3 separate regions of the Sus scrofa genome follow, and all the other regions are linked to region 2. The links are chromatin contacts, called in public Hi-C maps. All regions are on one chromosome and are shown on one strand. Each heading gives the region's core, a stretch centred on a gene start, on an enhancer-like site or on the middle of the called end of the contact. The rest is flanking DNA. Distances are from core to core; before and after follow the strand shown. Region 1 holds the start of FAM117B (protein FAM117B). Region 2 holds the start of NOP58 (nucleolar protein 58). Region 3 holds the start of ICA1L (islet cell autoantigen 1-like protein).

Evidence for each region. Hi-C and Micro-C count contacts between places; a contact is called where the count stands out from the background.
Region 1: a contact with region 2 is called in a Hi-C map of heart right ventricle, with 4 times the contacts expected there. The contact joins the promoter of FAM117B here to the promoter of NOP58 in region 2. A contact is called at or near these places in 1 of 5 promoter capture datasets (fetal liver) and 1 of 47 Hi-C or Micro-C datasets (heart right ventricle).
Region 3: a Hi-C map of embryonic fibroblasts shows a contact between it and region 2, with 2.9 times the contacts expected there. The contact joins the promoter of ICA1L here to the promoter of NOP58 in region 2. A contact is called at or near these places in 6 of 47 Hi-C or Micro-C datasets (embryonic fibroblasts, heart right ventricle, mesenteric adipose tissue and 2 more) and 1 of 2 datasets of contacts at active chromatin or transcription factors (skeletal muscle).

Annotation. Positions count from the first base shown.
Region 1 is chr15:106,181,257-106,184,578 of Sscrofa11.1, forward strand. FAM117B (protein FAM117B) reads left to right here and starts at 1,961. Exons shown (of 8, transcript XM_003133590.5): 1 at 1,961-2,757. The coding sequence starts at 2,148.
Region 2 is chr15:105,891,900-105,895,121 of Sscrofa11.1, forward strand. It overlaps NOP58 (nucleolar protein 58), which reads left to right and starts at 1,709. Exons shown (of 14, transcript XM_021075921.1): 1 at 1,709-1,971. The coding sequence starts at 1,927. LOC102166561 (a long non-coding RNA gene) reads right to left here and starts at 1,663. Exons shown (of 3, transcript XR_308179.3): 1 at 1,516-1,663; 2 at 596-684.
Region 3 is chr15:106,375,914-106,379,356 of Sscrofa11.1, forward strand. ICA1L (islet cell autoantigen 1-like protein) reads right to left here and starts at 1,660. Exons shown (of 13, transcript XM_021075560.1): 1 at 1,550-1,660.

The DNA of each region.
Region 1 (3,322 bases), core at 711-3,210, 290 kb after region 2:
GGACCTCCTTATTTAAAGGCTTATCTTCTCTCTTACCCATTGTTTTAAGACTGGACTTAGCTCTCTGCATGGATCTTGTTGGCAGTTTCCATTGTGTCCTGTCTAGAGAGAAGCTGTTTTTCTCTTCATTCCAGGTTGTGGGGCAGGCTGGGTAATGATGTCGGGTCTATTGAGAGCACCAGATAACCTGGGAAAAGGGCTTGGGGCTTCTCTTTGTGGTGGGGAAGAGAAGAGGAATGGGTGTTAAGGAGAGATGTGGGCCTCTGAATCACAAGGAGATTCAGTACTGAGTGCCTTCTAGGCACCACATTCTCATTTAGCCCTTGGTTAATAAGAACAAGTGTATAAAGGGGATGGTACTGTTTAACTGCATTTTACAGCTAAGAATGCTGGCTAGTGACTTATCCAAGGCCATAGAGTCTGTGGTGGATCTGGGATACAAATCTTTTCTCTAGGTCTTCAAAGGCTTTCCTGCCACAGTGCACAGCACCCAGGAGAATTTCAGGTCTGGAGTGGAACACACTGGGCTCTCCACTCCCATATTTTCACAAGATGAAATCTGTGTAGAATGTATAAAGAATAAAGTATTAGGGAGTTCCTGTTGTGGCTCAGTGGTTAACGAATCCGACTAGGAACCATGAGGTTGCGGGTTCAATCCCTGGCCTCGGTCAGTGGGTTAAGGATCCTGCATTGCTGTGAGCTGTGGTGTAGTTCGCAGACGCGGCTTGGATTTGGTGGTGTTGTGGCTGTGGTGTAGGCTGGTGGCTGCAGCTCCAATTATACCCCTAGCCTGGGAACCTCCATATGCCTCGGGTGTGGCCCTGAAAAGACAAAAAAAAAAAAAAAAAAAAAAAAAAAAAAGGAATAAATTATTAAAGGGAAAAGAGGTCATGGACAGGCAATTTTTAGCCTGAGAGGTGAGTATGTGGAGTATGGGACTACCATTTTTTTTTTGTCTTGATGAGGAGCCTCTAAGGTTATTTTAAAACTGGTCTTACTGAGTTCTTGCCCATACTACAAAGACCTATTTCCTCCACTACACATCAATATGAATGGCTCATCCAGTTGTGTCTCAAATAATGACTGTGAGGATAGAAACAAAACCCTTTGAAAACTCTGACACTTAACAGACTTGTAAGGCAGCAGACATCTTTCCAAGGTTATCAGGGAAGTGTGAGGTAGCTGATTAAAATCAATTCTTGATTACTCGCGATGCCAGAAATGTAGCAACAGTATTTGGAAACTGGACTTCATATATACAATCTAAAACCGCTTTTTAACCAGCAATTTTAACCTTTCTGAGATTTGGTTCTTTCTAGAGACTGGGGGAAAAAAAAAAAAAAAAAAAAAGGAGATGTGTAAAAATGCCAGTAAGACTTATTAAATTTCTTTTCCTTTGAGTCCTGTCCAAACATAGGCGGAATTAGGACAGAACAAAAAGATCAAGAAAAAAAAAGCCAGAAAGAGACGCACGCACAAGGACTGTGCCAGTTAATACTGAGGTAAGGAAATGAGTTTTGGGGGAAAGACTTCAGATATCCCTGGGGATCGCTCTGGTTCAGGGCATTCCCTTTGGCAATATTCCAGAATCTGAGTCCCCAGGGTTCCACACAGTATAAAGTGAAAGACGCGCGTGGCCAGGCGCGCGCGTACGCGTGTACACTCACGTGTACACACACACACACACGCACACGCGCGCGCGCACTCTACACATACACACAGCCTGTTTCCTCCGCTCCCCCTCCACCCCCGCCCCCCCCGGGGGGGGCGGGTCTCTTTCTCTTTAAAGAGCAGACGGTCTCCGAGCAAACCCAGGCTCTCTAAGGCCCCGGGGGCCCGGGACCCGAGCTGCTCGCAGCCAATGGGTGCGGTGGAGCGGCTCGAGCGCGGCTGACGCTACACCAATGGGCGCTCGCGGGGGGCGGGGGAAGCGGCGGAGACACTATTGTTGATGAGGAGGAGCAGCGGCGGTGGCGGCTGCACCATCTCTTTGCTGCTGGCCGTGGCCTGGGCACCTCCCGCACCCCGGATTCCGGTTTCGTCACCCCATCGCGGGGGCCTTCCCTCCGGCTTCGAGAATCCTTCCCCCGCAACCCAACAACAACAAAACCCCACGTCTCGCCCAGTCACCGGGGAGGGGGGGGACTATGTCCCAGCGGGTGAGGCGCAATGGGTCCCCCACGCCGGCCGGCTCCCTTGGGGGCGGTGCGGTCACCACGGCCGGGGGATCTGGGAGCCGCCTGCAGCCCATGAGGGCGACGGTTCCGTTCCAGCTGAAGCAGCAGCAGCAGCAACATGGCAGCCCCACGAGGAGCAACGGCGGCGGCGGCGGCGGCAACAACAACGGCGGCTGCTGTGGTGGCGCCTCAGGCCCCTCGGGCGGCGGCGGCAGCTCCGGCGGCGGGGCCCCGCGCACCGCCTCGCGCAGCACAAGCCCCACGCGGGGCGGTGGGAGTGCGGCCGCGCGCACCAGCCCCACGGTGGCCACGCAGACGGGCGCGTCCGCGACGTCCACGAGAGGCACCAGCCCCACGCGCGGCGCCGCGCCCGGGGCTCGCGGGAGCCCCCCACGACCGCAGCCCCCGCCGCCGCTGCTGGGCACCGTGTCGTCTCCTTGCTCGTCGCCCACCCACCTGTGGACAGGCGAGGTGAGCGCGGCCCCACCCCCAGCCCGCGTTCGGCACCGGAGGAGGTCCCCGGAGCAGAGCCGAAGCTCCCCGGAGAGGAGGAGCCCTAGCGCCCCGGTTTGCAAAGCAGGTACGTGCTGGGGGCCGCGCGGCGAGGGGAAGGGGTCCCGGGCTCCCGCTGCTACCGCGCGGGGACTGCAGCGTTGCCGCGGAGCTGGGGTGGTAGGGGGCGGGGCCGGGGGCGGGGCCCGGGCGGTGCAGCCGCGTCTTCCCGGGCCTTCCCGGCGCCCCCAGCAGCTCCCCTCCCGCCTCTTTGGTCTCTGCGTCGGCCCCGCGTTGGTGTCCGTCAGTGGAGGTGCATTCGCTAACCTTGTGCTTGGGCTGATGCGTTAATGATAAACCTCGGGGTTCTGGTCGCGCGCTGGTTACTTCTTACCCTCCCTGGGGGATGAGGCTCGGAATGGTTTGTCACTTTAGTGACATGGCTAATGTTAGTATAGCACATCTCTGTGGTTGAGTATTTCCGTTTGACAAAACAGTTTGAGATTTGGGGGCCTTGAATGCTTTAGTATAGCAGGTTTGGTTGGGTCTCTGAAGAGGGAGCGGGTTGTTTCCTAAGACTTGTTAAATGGGTAGCAAAAAGTGAAAAATAAGTAAGATTCTTTTGGAAGGTTTTTGGGCTTTGAGGGTCTGAG
Region 2 (3,222 bases), core at 459-2,958:
GACGTGGCTCAGATCCCGTGTTGCTATGGCTCTGGCGTAGGCCGGTGGCTACAGCTCCGATTAGACCCCTAGCCTGGGAACTCCATATGCCGTGAGAGCGGCCCAAAGAAATAGCAAAAAGACGAAAAAAAAAAAAAAGTCTCAAAAACAGTATTTTTGTTTATGACAGGTCTTTTGAAAATTGCTAATCCTCAGGAATAAAGTAACTTGTGGTTTCCAAAATGCTTTACAAAGGCTAGAGTATATAGAGGGAGGAGTACCCAGGGTGGGAGAAGGGGAAGGCCACGTTGTAAAGTTTGCCTTGTGACTTGCTTCAGCCGTCTTTGGCCGTCTCCCTCGTGGGACATCCCGTTTGGTGCCTCTCAGCATATGGCAAGTCCATGTAAACCCCCGACTGGGACTCCTGGTCTGACTGGGCTCAGAAGGTCTGCCTTATAGCCATATGAGGTCACTCAGGGGCTTAAATGGAAACTTGGATCAGGACTCCACACTGGCTTTGTGTCCATGACACGTCTCAGGCACACACATTCATTCTCCTTTCAAGAGGCAAATAGGAACTGAACAAAGTAGAAAGCAAAATCACAAGCTTGCTTACCTTATGAGTGCTGGTGTATCAGATCTTGGACAGGCCCCGGAAAGATGTTACCGGAATCCCAGTTCTTGTTCACGGAGCTGAAGAATGAACTTTGTGAACACACAGGCAGCAAGAAAGCAAAAGTCTTTATTAGAGAAAGGCAGATAGCTCCCAGCACAGACACTGCGAGGGAGAGGAAGATTTCCCACACACTAACTTTCTAAGGAGGTGTTATCTCTTAAAGACAGGGGTACCAACATGGGGTCCTGCTATCAGTCCTGCTCCCTGTTGGCCTTGCCCAGCACCTATACTGGGCCTTGTCCAATAGGGGCTTAGAGTCAGGATATACTCCATAGGCTTTATGGTCCTTTTGTTCTTCTTTCCCTTAGACTTAGAGTTGCCATTCTTTACATTCCTTTTCTAGCAGCCAAATGTGTAGATCAGAGGTTAATGTCCACAGATGTACTTTCAGTAGTTAATCTTCCAACAAGCAAGGGCTGTTTATCTTGATTTGTTTTTACAAATTTAAAACCGTGGACATTAATCAGGGAATATATGGAAGCCCGTGTTCCTACACTAACTATTGGAATTATTATTCTGCCTCACAAGTTCCCAGGCTAGGCGTTGAAACGGAGCTGCAGCTACCAGCCTAGCCACTGCATCATGGGATCCCAGCTGCATCTGCAACCTACAAGCCCCCAGCTTGCCGCAATGCTGGCTCCTTAACCCACTGAGCAAGGCCAGGGATCGAACTGCCGCTTCATGGATGCTAGTTATGTTCTTAACCTGCTGAGCCCCAAGAGGAACTCCCTGAAGGTTTTGTTTATTTTTGTTTTTAATTTCTTTTTTTGGCAGACCTACAGCAGGTGGAATTTCCCAAGCCAGGGATCGAACATGCGTTACAGCGGCGACCCAAGCCACAGCAGTGAACAAGACCGTACCCGTAACCCGTAGCCACCACCATTCTCCAAAGCAGGACAGTTTTCCCTTTCAGATTTTTCTGAGCTTGAGCAAATAAAACCGCGGTTGCGCTCTACGAAATCTCGCGATATTTTTACGGTCCTTTGTGGCGGGAACAAAACGGAAGCCAGGGCGACTCTGCTGCGCGTCATCTGTCGGAAGTGAAGTCACGTCCCAGAAGCCTTGGGGAAGGAGAAGCGCCGGGACGCTTTCTGCATGTAGTCAGGTGTGGAACGTTTTTGCAACGTGGTCTGGCTCTTTGCCGGACGGCGTGCGCCCAAGTGCTTGGCCAGCCGCGGCCTTGCGGGCCTTGAGGGCCTACAAATTTGGTCTTTTTTTCACTGGTTTAAGATCTCGTGTCACGCCACTCGGCGCCCTGACCCGGCTTCACCATGTTGGTGCTGTTTGAAACGTCCGTCGGCTACGCCATCTTTAAGGTAGGTGGGAGCCATTGGAGGGGGATGGCGGGTGTTGGGCAGGGGAGGAGAGGGAAAGACCTAAGGGGAGGACGACAGCGCTCATGTTCTCGTGGGTGCTTTTCTGCCCCCCTGGTCCGAAAGGAAGGGCCTGGAAGGTTTGGGCCTGGAAGGCGCCTATTTCGGTGAACACGTGGCGGCGTTGTTTGGGCCTCCCGGTTCTGTAAGGGGATTTGGCCCAGTTAGAGAGGTGGGCAGGTGCCGTATTAGAATTTTACAGGTTATGATAAAGAGTTTGGATTTTGTTGAGTGATTTGAGGAGTAATTGGGAGACTTTAACGGAGGAGTAAACTGATTTAACTTTATTAATGAAGTTGCTTTGCTGTGTGTGAAGTGGATTGGCGGGACGGGGTGCAAGAAAGGAAGCAAGGATATTTTTGCGTTAATCTAGACAAGATGAAGTTACTTGGATTAAGGTTTGTGTGGGTGGAAAGAAGTATTGGGAGAAAATTAGAAGGTAGAACTGATGGGATTGGCTGAGGGATAAAAGAATGTGAGTTTGGGGTTTAAGTGGGTGTGGTGGTAGGGAGAAGATTTAGGGATCTGGGAGGGTTACTAAAGTGTTACATTTTGGGCCGTTTTCAGCGTTTGATGTCTGTTAGACATGGAAATGCAGTGGTCATTTCAAGTTTGAAGCCCAGGGGAGAAATCTGAGCTGAAAATTTGAGTTTTGCTTATTTTAATTGGGAAAGTTTAAAATTAACTTCATCAAGGAGTTCCCGTCTTGGCCCGACTTAGGATCCATGAGGATGTGGGTTCGATCCCTGACCTCACTTAGTGGGTTAAGGATCCCTCGTTGCAGTAAACTGTGGTGTAGGTCAGCTGCCACAGTTCCAATTGGACCCCTAGCCTGGGAACCTCCATATGCCACGATTGCGGCCCTAAAAGACCATAAATAAATAAACAAATAAAATTGACTTCATCAGCAAGGAAATAATTGAATAAATAATTGAACAATGTGACTATCGTTTAGTAGGGTGCCATTGAGATGTTAAGAGAATGAGGTAAATTGAGTGGTATCCTGGTGCTCTACAAACATAGTAATGAAAAGCATATTTTTCATATGTACTGACAAGGTAAAAAATGCTAGATAAAATATGGTATGATTCTAGGCATCAATCAAAAAAACTGATATGGGTGCAGAGAGTGTGGAATGGTACCAAAACGTCGATTTGGTGCAGTTTTTCATTTTATTTTCCAAGTTTCTCTTTG
Region 3 (3,443 bases), core at 410-2,909, 480 kb after region 2:
GTCTTTCACATATTCCATCTGTTGTTGCTAAAGGCAGAGTACTGAGAAAGGTAAACCATAAAAGAAAAGAAAAAAAATTAAATATAGTATGTACCACACAATAAAATAACAAAGCATGCTAGTATAGTAGAACAAAATAATATTGCTTTATATCTGATAGTTAATATTTTGAGATTTGGTCCTAGTTCAGTATTGGTATAAATTTTGCTATATTGTTTTATACTAGATATTTCTAATAAAAATGTGGCTTCCTAGTTTTTCCACCAGTTTCATGTCTGCAGACTGCACTTTTGGACTGGCTGATCTGAGCAACCATCTAACGACAATTACTGGCAATTAGAATAATGTCTTGCACGTTTCAATGTCAATATGCACATCATTCTGCACTATTAAACAGAAATTTCAAAGGACACTGGATGTTAGGCACAGACAACGAATATAATATGATTAAATATATACATACCATTGGTTGCTTATTTGGTCAATAAATGAATAAACAACTCCTACTAAAGGATGAGGCACCTGTGGCTGGCTACTCCATCAATATTGATGTGAAGATGATTAGAGTACTATCACTTTACAGTATGTTGCCTGAGTCAGAACCAATTAAATTAATACATAAATACTTAGAGAAAACCCAAAACCATGGGTAAACGTTATCTTCCCAATAGGCTTTTTCACAGCGACTCATAGTTTAGGAGAGCTTTTAAGTTCTATGTATCAAGATCTATTACATGAAAAACAATCCCACCCCCTCTACTGGCAAATCCACGGCATCGCGGGTTAGTTGCCAGAATGGAGGGATTTTTTCCCCTCTCCATCTTTCTCAGAGTATCAGGTATCTCACCGCTGACAGCATTTGGGCATCTGACCAGGTGAGCTGAGTTTCCACGAGGCGGATGGGTGCCTGGGGCTGGGATAAAGGCCTCAGGCTTCTAGATTTGAGCGCTGAACCCTTCGGGAGCTCGTGCCTTCCGCAGTTCATCTTAAACCGCACATTTACTTATGTTTTGTTTTTGCCCATCGCTAACCGTTTACTTCCTAAAGAAGACATGCCCGTTACAAAATAATGACATGAAAATAAACACGACGTGAAAAGGAGGTCAGCAAGAAAGCACCGCAGGGCCGAGAGCATCTGCCTCTAATGGAAGTTATCTCCATCTATGAGACAAATCACCCAAACAAGCCTCAGGGCCCTGCGCTCTAGCTAACGGGACGAGCGTGGGTGGATGCTCCCTTGGTCCCGAGGCGACCCAGCCAAGCCAAAAACCACTCCTGGCCCTATCTGCCGATACTAAGCCCAGAGGAGCTCCCATCAGGACCTTGTCTGGGAGGGAGGCCGAAGGGCTCATGCTCCCCGAGGCAACCGAGGAGGCCGGCGAGGCCCCAAGTGCCCTCTTGTGCTCAACTCAGGCACCGCCCGCTGCGTCTCCACCTTGGGGCGTCGCCATAGGAACCAAGGGTTTGGCCTCCGGCCCCGACTGGCCTGGGAGGGCGCGGCCCTCCGCCGCCCTGGAGCGTGGGGGTCAGGGGAGCCGCAGACGCTCACCTCGACGCCCGGCCGGGCCGCGACGCGCCGCTCCTCCTCCGCCTCCGGTCGCGCTGGGCGGCGCAGAGGTCGGTCCAGGGCGCCCGTTCCCACGGCCGCCGCCCGCGAGCCCAGCGCCGCTGCCGCCCGGCCGCTCCCGCAGCTGGTGCCCCTCCGCACCAGAGCGTGGAGGTGTCGGGCTCCCGCTGCGGGAGGCGGGAGATTTAAACCCCGCGGCCGGGCGCGCGCAGAAGCCGCACTTTCCACGGCGCTTCGGCTCTCGCGTAACCCCGCGGGGGCCCGACTTTCGGCTGGTTCTTGAAGAAATTCCGGGACCCTCTCAGTTCCTCCTTTCCCGAATTCCTCTTTACTTAATAAAGCGAAACGACAAACACCACACCCCTCAGAACACCAGGATAAGGTATTGAGTAGGAGACCTTCAAGGCGTGAGAAGTGGAGGGAATTCTCCACTCCTTTTCGGAGCCAGGAGCCCGGATCCCTCCCTCCCCGCGCTTCCTCTGAACCGGCACTGCACCTGTCCGGTGCCACCCCTGCGAGAATGTAAGCTTTTGAGCCCTGGTCATTCCTCAGTCCTCAGGCGTTTCTCAGTACCAGCGTGGGCATACAGAAAACATTCACGTGCTATATATATTAAACTTCTATTGAAAGGTTTAGAGGATTAACAGCTGTTAACAACTGGCCTCAAATACGCACATACATAACTCTTGAAAAATCTTCAAGAGTCAAATGTAAAATTTGTGCTTAAAAACCCCGGGGGGGGGGAGTTCCCATCGTGGCTCAGTGGTTAACGAATCCAAATAGGAACCATGAGGTTGTGGGTTCCATCCCTGGCCTTGCTCAGTGGGTTAAGGATCCGGCGTTGCCGTCAGCTGTGGTGTAGGTCGCAGACGCGGCTTGTATGGGGATGTTGCTGTTCTGGTGTAGCCCTGCGGCTACAGCTCCGATTCCACCCGTAGCCTGAGAACCTCCATATGCCGCAGGAAGCGACCCTAGAAAAGGCAAAAAGACAAAAGACCAAAACAAACAAACAAAACCCACGGGGAAAATTGTAGATAAGGCAAAAGTAAAACTGCTATGGGTGTAAAACGACTTATGTCAAAAGTGCTTTCTTTTTAAAGGTGGCTCAAAAAAATATTATCACCTTTCCTAAAACTACAAAATAGAATTAATTGCAACTGTAGCATATAGGTTAGCAAGGAAAAAAAGCTTACACTTCAGGTAATAACTAAGGTCTGTAAGATCATGAAAGAAAAAAAGATGAGGTGAGAGTCTAGAATATTATAAAGCACTTACCTTAAAAACCGGAAAAAAAAGTAGTTTTAGAATAGGAGAAAGGGTAGGTTATTTATAGTACACACACAGCTAATTGAAACTGAAAATATTAAGATGCCTTTAGACCAGGGATTCTTACGTTGAAATATGTAGCGTTTCAAGGTAAATATATGAAATAGTATGCAGAATTTTGGCCTTTTTTTTTTTTTTAAGGAAAAAATCCTCAGGTTTCCTCATATTCTCTCAAGAGTCCAGATTAAAATGGTAAGAATTCTTATTTGCCAAATATGGTGGTTGCTGTTCTTCCTTGGATCTTTCCTGACTGGCTCAGGCCAAGTTTGGTAGTCCCTCCTGAATGCATACGTCTACTCTCATTCAGCAGCTGCACTGTATTATAAGTATTTATCTAGCTCCATTCTTAGATACTGAGTTCCCCCAAAGTGAAAACTGTATGCATTTCCCTAGCCTTCTCTCTCAGCACAGTGTCTAATGCATACTTGGTTCCAAATCAATGTTTATTCAATGAAAAGAAAGATAGCTAATTGACAAGGGAAGGATACAGTATTCATCCGCTGAGAGAAAAGTTCTCCCCAAAGAACAAATGATTCTAGTATGGTAAACA